Regions from separate parts of the Ovis aries genome. Here region 2 is linked to region 1. Evidence: chromatin contacts called from public Hi-C data. All regions are on one chromosome and are shown on one strand. The core of a region is the stretch at or near the end of the contact, and the rest is flanking DNA. Distances in the headings are between cores, read along the strand shown. Region 1 holds the start of ATPAF2 (ATP synthase mitochondrial F1 complex assembly factor 2). Region 2 holds the start of RAI1 (retinoic acid induced 1).

The links. A called contact is a pair of places that touch in the nucleus more often than the background predicts.
Region 2: a contact with region 1 is called in a Hi-C map of liver, with 2.3 times the contacts expected there. The contact joins the promoter of RAI1 here to the promoter of ATPAF2 in region 1. A contact is called at or near these places in 2 of 16 Hi-C or Micro-C datasets (liver and tail adipose tissue).

Annotation. Positions count from the first base shown.
Region 1 is chr11:34,269,411-34,275,228 of ARS-UI_Ramb_v3.0, reverse strand. ATPAF2 (ATP synthase mitochondrial F1 complex assembly factor 2) reads right to left here and starts at 3,282. Exons shown (of 6, transcript XM_027974794.3): 1 at 2,978-3,282. The coding sequence starts at 3,110. GID4 (GID complex subunit 4 homolog) reads left to right here and starts at 3,465. Exons shown (of 6, transcript XM_027974796.2): 1 at 3,465-3,891. The coding sequence starts at 3,703.
Region 2 is chr11:34,499,226-34,505,043 of ARS-UI_Ramb_v3.0, reverse strand. It overlaps RAI1 (retinoic acid induced 1), which reads left to right and starts at 2,401. Exons shown (of 7, transcript XM_042255738.1): 1 at 2,401-2,828.

The DNA.
Region 1 (5,818 bases), core at 2,033-4,532:
TGGCCAAAGTACTGGAGTTTCAGCTTTAGCATCATTCCTTCCAAAGAACACCCAGGGTTGATCTCCTTCAGAATGGACTGGTTGGATCTCGTTGCAGTCCAAGGGACTCTCAAGAGTCTTCTCCAACACCACAGTTCAAAAGCATCAATTCTTTGGCACTCAGCTTTCTTCACAGTCCAACTCTCACATCCATACATGACTACTGGAAAACCATAGCCTTGACTAGACGGACCTTTGTTGGCAAAGTAATGTCTCTGCTTTTGAATATGCTATCTAGGTTGGTCATAACTTTCCTTCCAAAGTCATTCATCCTCAGGGAAATTCAAATGACAGTCCTTCACACCAGCTAGGAAGGCCATAGTCAGACAGATATGTCGGTAAGGGGGCAGAGAAACTGGGACCCTCACACACTGCTGGGGAAATATAAAATGGCGCAACCACCTTGGAAAGTGGGGTGGCCAATCCTCAGAAAGTTAGTTAGCTACCGTTTGATCCAGCAAGTCTGCTCTTGCGTGTGTGCTAAATTGCTTTAGTTGTGTCCAACTCTTTGTGACCCTATGGACTGCAGTCCACCAGGCTTTTCTGTCCATGGAATTCTCTAGCCAAGAATACTGGAGTGGGTTGCCATTCCCTTCTCCAAGGGCTCTTCCTGACCCACGAATCAAAGCCGGGTCTCCTGCCTTGCAGGTGTATTCTTTAACCCTGAGCCACTGGGGACGTCCTATTTATTTTTAGGTACCTCCTATGAGAAACGAAAACACATTCTCACACAAAAACCTGTATTCAAGTGTTTACAAAGGCATTCAGAACAGTCAAATGATGAAAACCACCCAAATGTTCATCAATGACTGACTGGGTAAATAAGACATGGTGTGTCCCCAAAACTGAATATTACCAGTTATGAAAAAGAATGAAGTACTGACATGCGCTAACTCTAGGACAAACCTTGTGAAAGTGAAAGTGAAGGTGCTCAGTCGTGTCCGACTCTTTGCAACCCCGTAGACTGTAGCCTACCAGGCTCCTCCGTCCATGGGATTTTCCAGGCAAGAGTACTGGAGTGGGTTGCCATTTCCTTCTCCAGAGGATCTTCCGGACCCAGAGATCGAACCAGGGTCTCCTGCATTGTAGGCAGATGCTTTACCGTCTGAGCCACCAGGGAAGCCAGGACGAACCTTGGATATACGCTAAATGGAGAAAAAGACCACATTCCATTTATATGAAATGTCCAAAATAGGGAAATCTATAGATACAGATCTCTGGTGGCTCACAGGTTAAAGCATCTGCCTGCAATGCGGGAGACCCCGGTTCAATCCCTGGGTCAGGAAGACCCCCTGGAGAAGGAAATGGCAACCCACTCCAGTACTCTTGCCTGGAGAATCCCATGGAGGGAGGAGCCTGGTAGGCGACCGTCCACAGGGTCGCAAAGAGTCGGACACGGCTGAGCGACTTGACTTCATAGAGAGTGAAGTAGTGGTTGTCTAGGGCTGGAGGGATGGGGTGGGGCAGGGGGATACTCAGAGTGGCAGCTAATGGGTACAGGGATCCTTTGGTGTCATAAGAAGGTTCCAGAACTGATGGCAGCAGAACTCTGAGTATACTGTGCTTAGTCGCTCAGTATGTCCGACTCTGCAACCCCATGGACTGTAACCCGCCAGGCTCCTCTGTCCACAGGGATTCTCCAGGCAAGAATACTGGAGTGGGTAGCCATGCCCTTCCTCCAGGGGATCTTCCCAACCCAGGGATTGAACCCAGGTCTCCCGCAACAAGGGTGGATTCTTTACCATCTGAGCCATTAGGGACCATTAAACTGTACAATCTAAGTGAGTGAATTCTAAATGCATCATCTCAGTAAGGCTGTTTTAAAATTCTTCAGGGCAAGTGTATCTACCACAGCAATTACTATAAACGGGCCAGATGACTAAACACTTTTCCCCAAAACCGCTCTAGCATCCACAGCACTGCTGGCAAACTTTTTCTGTAAAAAGCCAAAGTGTTTTAAGCTTTGCAGGCCATCCAGTGTCTGGCACAACCAGCCAACTCTGCACTGTAGTGAAAACAGCCTTAGGTGTGTGTCAGTGAATGAGCGGGCCTGGGTTCCTGGAAAACTATTTACAAAAACAGGTGGCAGGCTGGCCTCCCTATCTACAGCATCTCCCTCAATCCAGCACAAGCTGTCTCTTTAGAGGAGGCAGACAATGAGACGCTAAACCACTTGTGCAGACAAGACAACTTGTAAGCAGAGACCCCCAGCTTTGACTTCACCGGTGTACTCCTCAGCTGGACAGGCAGGCTCTCTGAAGACCTTTCTTCTCTATGCAGCTGATGGCTGGGACAGCTGGTAGGGGACTGGAGGCCACACGGGCGACCTCGGAACAGCTCCAACACCGCAGTGACCTTCTCCTCACCCCCACCTTCAGCACAGTACTAACTGGCAGGAAAGAAAGCGTTACTGTCTTCACTCACTTAAAGTCAGTCCCACTCTTATCCCAAAATCTTTGCCTAGGAGTAAGAAAGATCCGCTACAGAAAGCCTCATCCGAGTCGGAAGTGCAGGAAGGGGGCACGGGGTGTCAACTCCTTAGAAGAGGTGGCAGGTGTTCTGGGAGGGCAGCAGGAGGCAGGGCCAGGACAGCTGTGGAGCAAGCGGCCGGGATGGAAGACTTAAAGCCCGAGCTTCAGGCCCCTTCAGTGCCGGTCGCGGGGACACAGAAAGCAGCCTAGCAGACTGGCCTTTGCCCCGCAAACCTCTGAGTCTGCTTCGCGCCTCTAGCGCAATCCCGACCCAGAAGTCGAATTTCCCCGCCTGAAAATAAGGATGACCTCTGCTTCCCCAGTGAAAGAGAGAAAAACCGCACCTGCCAAAAGGAAACGACGCGCGTGTGCCCTGGAGCGATCCCTGCCCTCGCGGGGAACTTCCCTCCCACCGTGTGACCCTGCATGGCCGACCCCTCAGCCTGCTCCGCCCTGGCCTCTCTCACCTGCCGGGGGCACGTAGGCCCGGAAGGGGATAGGGGGCTTTCGCCCCAGCCCCTCGGAGGCGGTGAGGCCACTTCGGGGCCGGTTCAGGAGGCGACGCCCCCCATCCCGCAGCCGAAGGCAGCTCCTCCACATCGCGCGGGGGCCTCAGAGAACGACCGCTCGAAACCAGAGCTCGGGGAAAAGGAGCGGAGGGACCACACGCCGTGTGCTCGAACTCCACAAACCTCCTCACCAGTCGCCGGCACCCTCTCCCTTTTGGGGCGCCGCCATGTTGCGCACGACACTCGTAGCGCGCCGCCGCCGCGCGCCTCAGCGCACGCCGCAGCCAATCAGCATCACAAACGCCCCGGCCCCGCCCCCGCGCCGCGCCTCGGGAAAAAGACTACAAGTACCAGAGGGCCTCGGCTCCCGCCACGTGCTTTCCCCGCCCGCCAATGGGCGGAATCGCCGAGCCAGCCTGATCCCGCCCCTCAGCGCGCCCGAGCCAATCGGAAGGGGTGTGTGTGCGAGCGCAGGCGGGGAGGGGGTTCGCTCAGGACCCGGAGGCCCTGCTCGCAGGTCCCGGGGTCCCGGTGGTGGCCGGAGCGCTCGATCTGCTTGCGGCCGGCGGGTGGACCCCTCCCGCCCTACGCGCGCGCCGGCTTCTCCTCCGTCTGCCCTCGGCTTCCGCGCGGCGGCGGCGGTTCCTCCCCCTCCCCCAGCCCTGGCTCCGGGGGACCCCGCGATGCCGGTCCGCACCGAGTGTCCCCCGCCGGCCGGTGCCTCGGCCGCCTCCGCCGCCTCGCTCATCCCGCCGCCGCCTATCAACACGCAGCAGCCCGGCGTGGCCACCAGCCTGCTCTACAGCGGCTCCAAGTTCCGCGGCCACCAGAAGAGCAAGGGGAACTCGTACGACGTGGAGGTAGTGCTGCAGGTGAGCCGGCGGCCCGGCCTCTCGAGACGTCCACGGACCGGGCCACGCCGCCGCCCCCTGGGGCCCGCGGCCACGGACGGGCCTGCTGCCCGGGCCTGCCGGGGGCCCTCCGGCGCACCCCAACCCTGCGGGCCCGAGCCGGGGACCGGCCGCCTCAGATCCGGCCCTGCCTCCCCGTGGCCTGTCGCCCCGGCAACAGTCTTTCTTTCAGTCCCTCTCGGACCCCGTCCGGGAAACTCTCCAGGGATTCCCTCTGACTCTGGACGCTCCCAGGCCCTAGACGTGCCTGCTGCCTCCCACGTTTTCCTCGGTCCCATGAACCCCAGGCCCTGGGACCCGCCTCCTTCTCCGGGGGTTTCCTCCCCGGCAGAGCTTCATCCGCCTCCTCTCTCCATCAGCCCCGGGACCTGAGGGCCCCCATCCCACCTGGACTGCTGGCCCATTCCTTAGCCTGGGCACTCACATCCTAAGTGGGCTCCTCACAGTCTGTTAGAAGCTGATCTCCTAGCCCCCAACCCATAGTCTCTTCCTGGCTCAGACTCTTGACACTCCCTACTCCCCACCCTCTTTCCACTTCCAGTCCACTCCTGTTCTGTCCATCTGTCTGCCCAGACCTCCCCATCTCTCTGTTCTCCTCCTTCCTGGCTCTAGGGGACCCTCTTACTGTATTTTTAACTTTGATCCACATGTCAGGGCTTCCTTTGTAGTCTCTGATACTCATGCTAGGAAATGTAACTCACCCACTTTTATTTCTCATATGGTATTTCCTCCCCCCATCTGACCTGGATTTCTGAGAACCTGCTGCCAGCTCCTAATGGCTTTGGAACTTTAGCTTTACCTGTCCCAGCTCCTTCCTGCACTTCACTCCTCTCATGTCGATGGGAGCACACTTGACATTTCCTCCCGGCCCAAGGAGATCGGCAGTGGTTAATCCTCTTTCTTCTCTGCCTTCTTGGAAAACTGTTCCTCCTGTCTATCTGCTCAGGCCTGCAGCAGGACCCACTTCCTCCTCCCTTCGCCCTGTTGTCTTCAGTCTGATACCTCACCTCCTGAGCTGTGCCTAAAAGCTCCTCCAAACACTGTCCCCTCAAAGGTCTTGCAGAAGCTTTGATGTTCTGTCTGAGGACAGAATGTAGGATGTAGATGTAGAATGTAGGTTGTGTGAGGACAGAATTTTTCTCCTGTCCTTTGCTCTTTGCTGATTTTAAATCTCAAACAGCCTCTCTTCTCAGCCTCTCTTCTCCCACCTTAAAGACAACGGGGATATGTTTTGTCTCCACCAACTGCCGATTCATCTGCCTCTTTTTATCTTACTGCTTTGTGGGAGTAAGTCTTTTACTTTAGATCAAGAGAACTCCATCTCTGTTAATTGTGTCTCTGGTCTACAAACTGAAATTTCTAACATGAGCTATGATGTTTATCGTAATTAAAAAGATGGGCATTACCTGGTGGTCTCATGGTTAGGATTTGGCGCTTTCACTGGACTGTGGCCCAAGTGCAGTCCTTACTCGGGGAACTGAGATCCTTCGAGCTGTGAGACAAGGCCAGGAAAAGAAAAGGGTCGTAGCTGAGTTATTTCAGCTTTCACCATTAGACGACCACTGTGGCAATCTCCCTTCTCTTCTGCTCCAAATGTGAGAATTGAGTAGGAAGATACAGACTCTTTTACATTTTGCAGCTCATCATAAAATTCTAGAAGTGAGATGCCTGGTGTGGGTCATGTTTGGGATGATCTTGACTTGGGCCTCTTGTTGAGTTTGATGGTGTCTAATGGGGTTGGGGACCAGTGGCGGAGCAGCCTGGTATCACAGACAAATCTTGGTTCCTGCGGCAGCTCCCCTCCCTGTCCTCAGTGTGTTGTTTCTGAATTCCTGCTGGTGCCAATTCCCTTGTGAACTGGTGGGAGTAGGGATTGGGTTGGTGCACA
Region 2 (5,818 bases), core at 1,152-3,651, 230 kb before region 1:
CATGGGATTCTCCAGGCAAGAATACTGGAGTGGCTTGCCATGCCCTCCTCCAGGGGATCTTCCTGACCCAGGGATTGAACCCGCATCTTCTGTGTCTCCTGCATTGCAGTTAGATTCTTTACCCATTGAGCCACCAGGGAAGCCCTGGAGGGTCCTTGTAGACGTGATTAAGTTAAGGATGCGTTAAATTCAGGATGAGAGAGTCTCCTGGATTTTCCAGACGGCCCACTGGAATCACAGGTTCGAGTAAGAGGAGACAAGAAGGTCAGGAGAGGAAGTAGGAGGCGTGGCAACAGGAGCAATGACTTCCTGTGTATTCTGGCTCCTGGAGGGCAGGCGCCGAGGGGGCAGGACAAGCAGGTGGCCTCCAGAAGCCAGAAGAGGCAAGGGAGAATAGCACTGAAACATGCATATTATCATATGTGAAATATATCGCCAGTCCAGGTTCGATGCATAAGACAGGGTGCTCAGGGCTGGTGCACTGGGATGACCCTGAGGGACGAGATGGGGAGGGAGGTGGGAGAGGGGTTCAGGATGGGGAACACATGTACACCCATGGCTGATTCATTTCAATGTATGGCAAAAAACCACTACAATACTGTAAAGTAATTAGCCTCCAATTAAAATAAATAAACTAATTTTAACAAAAAAGAAGAGGCAAGGGATGTTCCTCCTGGAACCTCCAGGGTGCATCCCTTCTGACACCTTGCTTTCAGCCCGTTGATGCTGATTCTGGACTTCTGCCCTCCAGAGCTGTAAAGAATAAACTAGGGTTGTCTTAAGCCACTACATGTGTGGGTCATTTGTCACAGCAGCCCAAGGAAACAGCCACAGAAGGCACCTGGCGCACGACGGGTGCTCTCAGAATGGCAGCGACTAGTGCCCGGACTGCACCATCCCCTCCTCCCCCGGGACACCCCTCTTCTCACCTTCCTCCGAGCTCCCTACTGCCCTGGGTTCTCCCTGGGCAGGTGAGGGCAGGGAGGGCAGGGGCTAGGAGCCCCTGGGTGTACGGAAGCCCTGTCCCCACACCTCCTCCCCTCCCCAGTTTGTGACAGAAAGCACTTCTCACAGAATTCACGGCCTCCAGGCTCCAGGCTTGATGCTCCACACACCTACCTCCTTTAGTCCTCAGGAACCCCAGGAAGTAGGCGCTACTATTGCCTCCATTTTACAGATGAGGAAACTGACACTTAGCAAGTTAACTTGTTTTTTTTTTCCAAACCCTCCCAGCTGGGCGCAGAACAACCAGACTTAGAAATCGGGTCTGTCTCCCCCAGAACCTGTGCTGAAAACTGCAGTGTCCATCGTCTGATCCTGATTCTGTCCGGCTCCTACCCTTGCCCTAGGCAGTGGGTGGCTGAGCTGGTGGGAAGGGCTCTGGGTGCAGGTCTTGCCTGTAACTTAGCTTGAGACCCTGTGCCTCAGCTTCCTGTAAACAAAAGGAGTGGGTCTGCCGTCGGGGCTGCCAGGATCAGATGACAGGACATGCAGACAGGGGGACAGTCTACAGCATAAGGGCACCCTCCCCACCATGTGTTCTTACCTACAGGTGAGGAGGCTGAGTCCCCTGGGAGCCTGAGGCTTTGATGGCCCTCCTTCACCCACAGGACCAGCAGACCCCAGAGGCTGGATGGAGGCTGGAAACTTTCTGCCTGACCTGGGTGAGTGGAGGCCTGGGGCAGGGACTGCCAGGGGGTCTGTAGGGTCACAATAGGTTCACTCACCCATTCATTCAACATCCCTCTGCCCTGGCTCTGCCAATGGCACTAGAATTGCATCCGAATTCCCCACTAGGCTCAGGTAGCCCTGAAGACCCTGGTCCTCCCCAAGGCTCTGACTTCTGCTGCCCACCGCCTGTCCGCCTCCCCACCCCCGCCCCGTCCCACCTGCCTCAGGGCCTTTGCACTTGCTCCTGAGGCTCCACGTGGCGGGCTCCTTCCGCTCACAGCCAGCTAAGCAACCCCTGCCTCTCACTTCGCCGAGTAGCCCTCACTGCTCCCGGGAGCGGCCTTTCTCACGCGTGCTCTGTCTCTGCCCACCAGGACGGCAGGGACCACTTGTCTCTGCTCACTCTGAGCCCTCCGAGGTGCCAGTGAGTGAAGAGAGCTCTGCGCGGCGGCGTCCTAGCTTAGAGGTCGGAACGTTTCCCAGACGGGGAAGAGGACGTCACAGGGAGAGCCGTGGTGAGTGAAGGCGGGGGCCTGGCCCCGGGACCCGGCTGCAGCACGGAGCACCCGAGCGCCGGTGCCAGTCCACGTCCTTCGTCCGAGGTTCCGGCCCCGGCCCCCGCGTCCTTGAGGGCCCCTGGGGTCCCCCCGTCCAAACCCCCGCCCCAGGCCCGCAGCGGGCGCGGGCCGCCAGGGGGCGCTGTCGGGGCGCACGGCCCACCTGGCGCCCGGGCGGTGAGCGAGCGCGGCCAGGCGGCCGGGAACTTTTCTCCTCTCGCTCTCGCCGCCTTCTCCCCCCGCGCACCGCCCGCCGCCCGCTCTTCCTGCGCGGAGGGGACCGCATTTCCCCGCGGCCCTGCGACGCCAGAGGTGCGCGGCCAGGGCCTGGTCCCTGCGCCCTGGGCGCCGCCCCCGCCCGCGGCTGCGCTCGGAAGGCGAGGCGCGGAGCGAGGCGCGGCCGGGCGAGAGCGCGCCGAGCAGGCCGCCTAGTCCGCCGCCCGAGCGCCGGCGCGAGAAGGGGGCGCCGCGGCCCACCCTCCTTCCTGCCTGGCCGCGGGCCGGCCGGGCCGCCGCGCCCCGACCCCTATGGCCGCCTGGACCTCCGGGCCGCGAAGTCGCAGCGCCAGACCCCGGGTCCCCGAGTGAGCGCGCGCCGAGGTGAGCACCGAGGGCCGGGGCGGGGGCGCGGGGGCCGCGGGGAAGTCGCTTTGTGTGCGGGGGGCGCGAGGTCACCGGATGGCAGTCTGAGGAGATGCGGCGGGGTGGGGGCGCCCCGCGCCGCGGGACGAGGGCCGGGGCTGGTGCGAGGCGGGGGCGCGAGGACCGAGGGTCGCGCGTGCGAGGGCTGTGCGCGTGCTTGTCCCCGGGGGTACGCCGAGCGCGGGGTAGGGACCGGGGCATTCGCGCCGCGCCGGGACCGGAGGCGAGCTTTGTGAGGGCGTCCGGGTGGGGGGCGGGGAGCCGACTTCTCTGGGGGACTCTGGGCCTATCGGGGCCCTGGCGTGGGAGCCGGGGCAGCGAGGGCCGTGATGGGGAGGGGCGGCGTGTGAGGCCCTCGGGGGAGCCCCCATCCGTGCCCCGACGCGGGCAGGGGCGCCCGGGCCTGTGCGCAGGCCGCGCGACCGGGCAGGAAGCAGCCCGGGAGGCCGGGGAGCTCCGTCTCGGCCAGGCCCGGGGCGCAGGGGCCTTTCGGGGTGACGTCACGGTGGGGGCTCCGGCCACGCGAGTCCCCTGACGGACGGCGGCGCACCACCGGCCAGGTCCTTGGGCCGGCGCCTGGGAGACAGGAGACCCGGAGGAGGACGCGAGGGCTGGGCTCAAGGCGGCGTCGCCAAGCGCGGCGGGGGCGAGGGGGTGGCAGGACGCGGGGGTGACTTTGGAGCCTTGGTTGCTGGGGGCCGCCCAGGAGGGGCGGAGGGGAAGCGAAACACCACGCAGGCCCGAGGCCGTGGCGGCCCCAGCTTCCTGGGGCGCCCGTTTTCCCAGCGAGCGATTTCCCCTCCTGGGCTCTGGATCGTCCTCAAATCCACGCCCGGGGCCGGAGCGCGGCCCGAGTCGTGCCCTGATCTGGGGAGCCCCCGACGGGGGTGGCGCTGGGGCTCTGGCCCTGAATGAAGACTCTATCCGGAGTAACAATGCGCTTCTGGGGGGCTGGGGGAGGGGAGGCAGCACGCCTGAATGGCGACCCGGGCCTGGGCTTCCCAGGGTTTCCGCAGGCTCTGATCCGGGACCCACGCGGGACCCGCACGGTTCCTTCCACCCGCTCTCCCCCCTGCCATTTGTCTTCCAACGCAGTGGCGTGTGGAGGATTCAAGGGCATTACATCTGGTTGCAATCCAGTTTCATGCCGCTGCTGGGCTGTTAAGACCTCGAGCTGACGTCAAAGCAGGGGAATTACTTCTTTTTATTTTATCTTTTTTTAGTTGTCTGCTGCCCTGGGAAGGGAGGCGGGGTGAGTTAGGCGAGCTCTGATGTGGAGGCGCCAGCGCCCTGGGAGCCTCGGGCTGGGGGCTCTGCTTCTCTGCCCGCACCAGATTCTCCATGCAGACCGACTCTGCCTGGGGTCAGGCCCACCCTGGGTGGGAGCGGCCCTCGCTGCAGACTCAGTGGAGGCCCCTCCCGACTGACCACACGCTGCGTTTCCAGAGGCTTCCCTGGGACGTGGCTTCGCATCTGGAAACTGGAAAGGAATCTTTTAGTTTCCCACCCCGCCCCCCAACAGGAGCATCCAGGAGCGAGTCTTTAGGAGCAGTGGCCTTTTGGGTGACCCGGAGGGAGTGGACACAGACATTGTGGTTTGGGGGAGCCCCTCACAGTCAGAAGCCTTGGTTCCAGGATTGTGTGTCTGCGGGTGATCCAGAGTGGGCTGAGTGTGACCTTTCCAACAGCCAGGCGTCCCGACAGCTTCCTAAACACAAGGAGGTCACCCATTCTGCCACTTTGGACCAGGAGGCCTGTGCAGCAGGGCCTGGGCTGATTCCTCAGACTCTTGGGTCTGGACTGCGGGTTCCAAGCCCTCACTTGTGACCTGCAGTAAGAAACACATTTCAGGTCCCAGCTTCATTCACTCCCACTATGTGTAACTGAAACGAAAGTTGAGTGAAAGAGCTCTTTCCTCTGTTTTGTGTCCTGGTCTGATATTTTCTGTTCTAGTCTGTTTAATTTTTTAATAGCATTCTGTGACCCCTGAATTGATGTCACGATCTGCTAATGGGTCATTCCCAGATTTTGAAAAAACAGGCCTAGAAAATGAGTCTGCTTTCTAGTTACTCAACAAACATGAATTGAGGCCCTGACAGTGTCTCTCTTTTTGAATTACTCAGGTGACACATGAATTTGTTCTCATTGTGAAAAATGCAAATAACCCAGAGGTATAATAGGGTAGAAGTGCCCCCAGTAACCCCAGTTAACACTTTGAATGTGGTTTGCTGTTCATTTGTGCATACACGTCTCACACACAAACACAGAGCTTCCTCTTACCCCGATCTGGACCATGCCTCGTGCTCTTCTCAGCTCCCCTTTCCCTTCCTGGGGTCATGCGGGGGTCATGGGGGGGTGCTCCAGGGCAAGGTGTTGGGTGATTCCTGGCTTTACCACGTATTGAATGGGTTATTTATCTCTGTACCTCAGTGTCCCCATCTGTACAATGAAGCTAATAACAGTTCCAGCCTCACTGGATTATGGTGAAGCTTTAATGAGTCCACGCAACCCCATGAATCTGAGAACAGTGTTTGTCCCAATAAATGCCAGCTGGCCCTGACACCATTATTGTCACCACTGCCTTTCCATGGCCATCTGTGTTTGTACCTCTTGCTTTAATAGTCACATGTGGCTGTGCATGGATGTCTCTCTCCCGGCCCCCAACATGTGGTTCAGCAGGCAGGACCAGGTTGGCAGTGTTCCCATGGGAGAGGCACCTGGGCTTGCGGGCCCACCAGGTATTTCCTAGGGCCCACTATTTCGAAGTCCTGTGCTTAATATTGGAGAAGGCAATGGCACCCCACTCCAGTACTCTTGTGTGGAAAATCCTATGGACAGAGGAGCCTGGTAGGCTGCAGTCCATGGGGTCACTAAGAGTAGGACATGACTGAGCAACTTCCCTTTCACTTTTCACTTTCATGCATTGGAGAAGGAAATGGCAACCCACT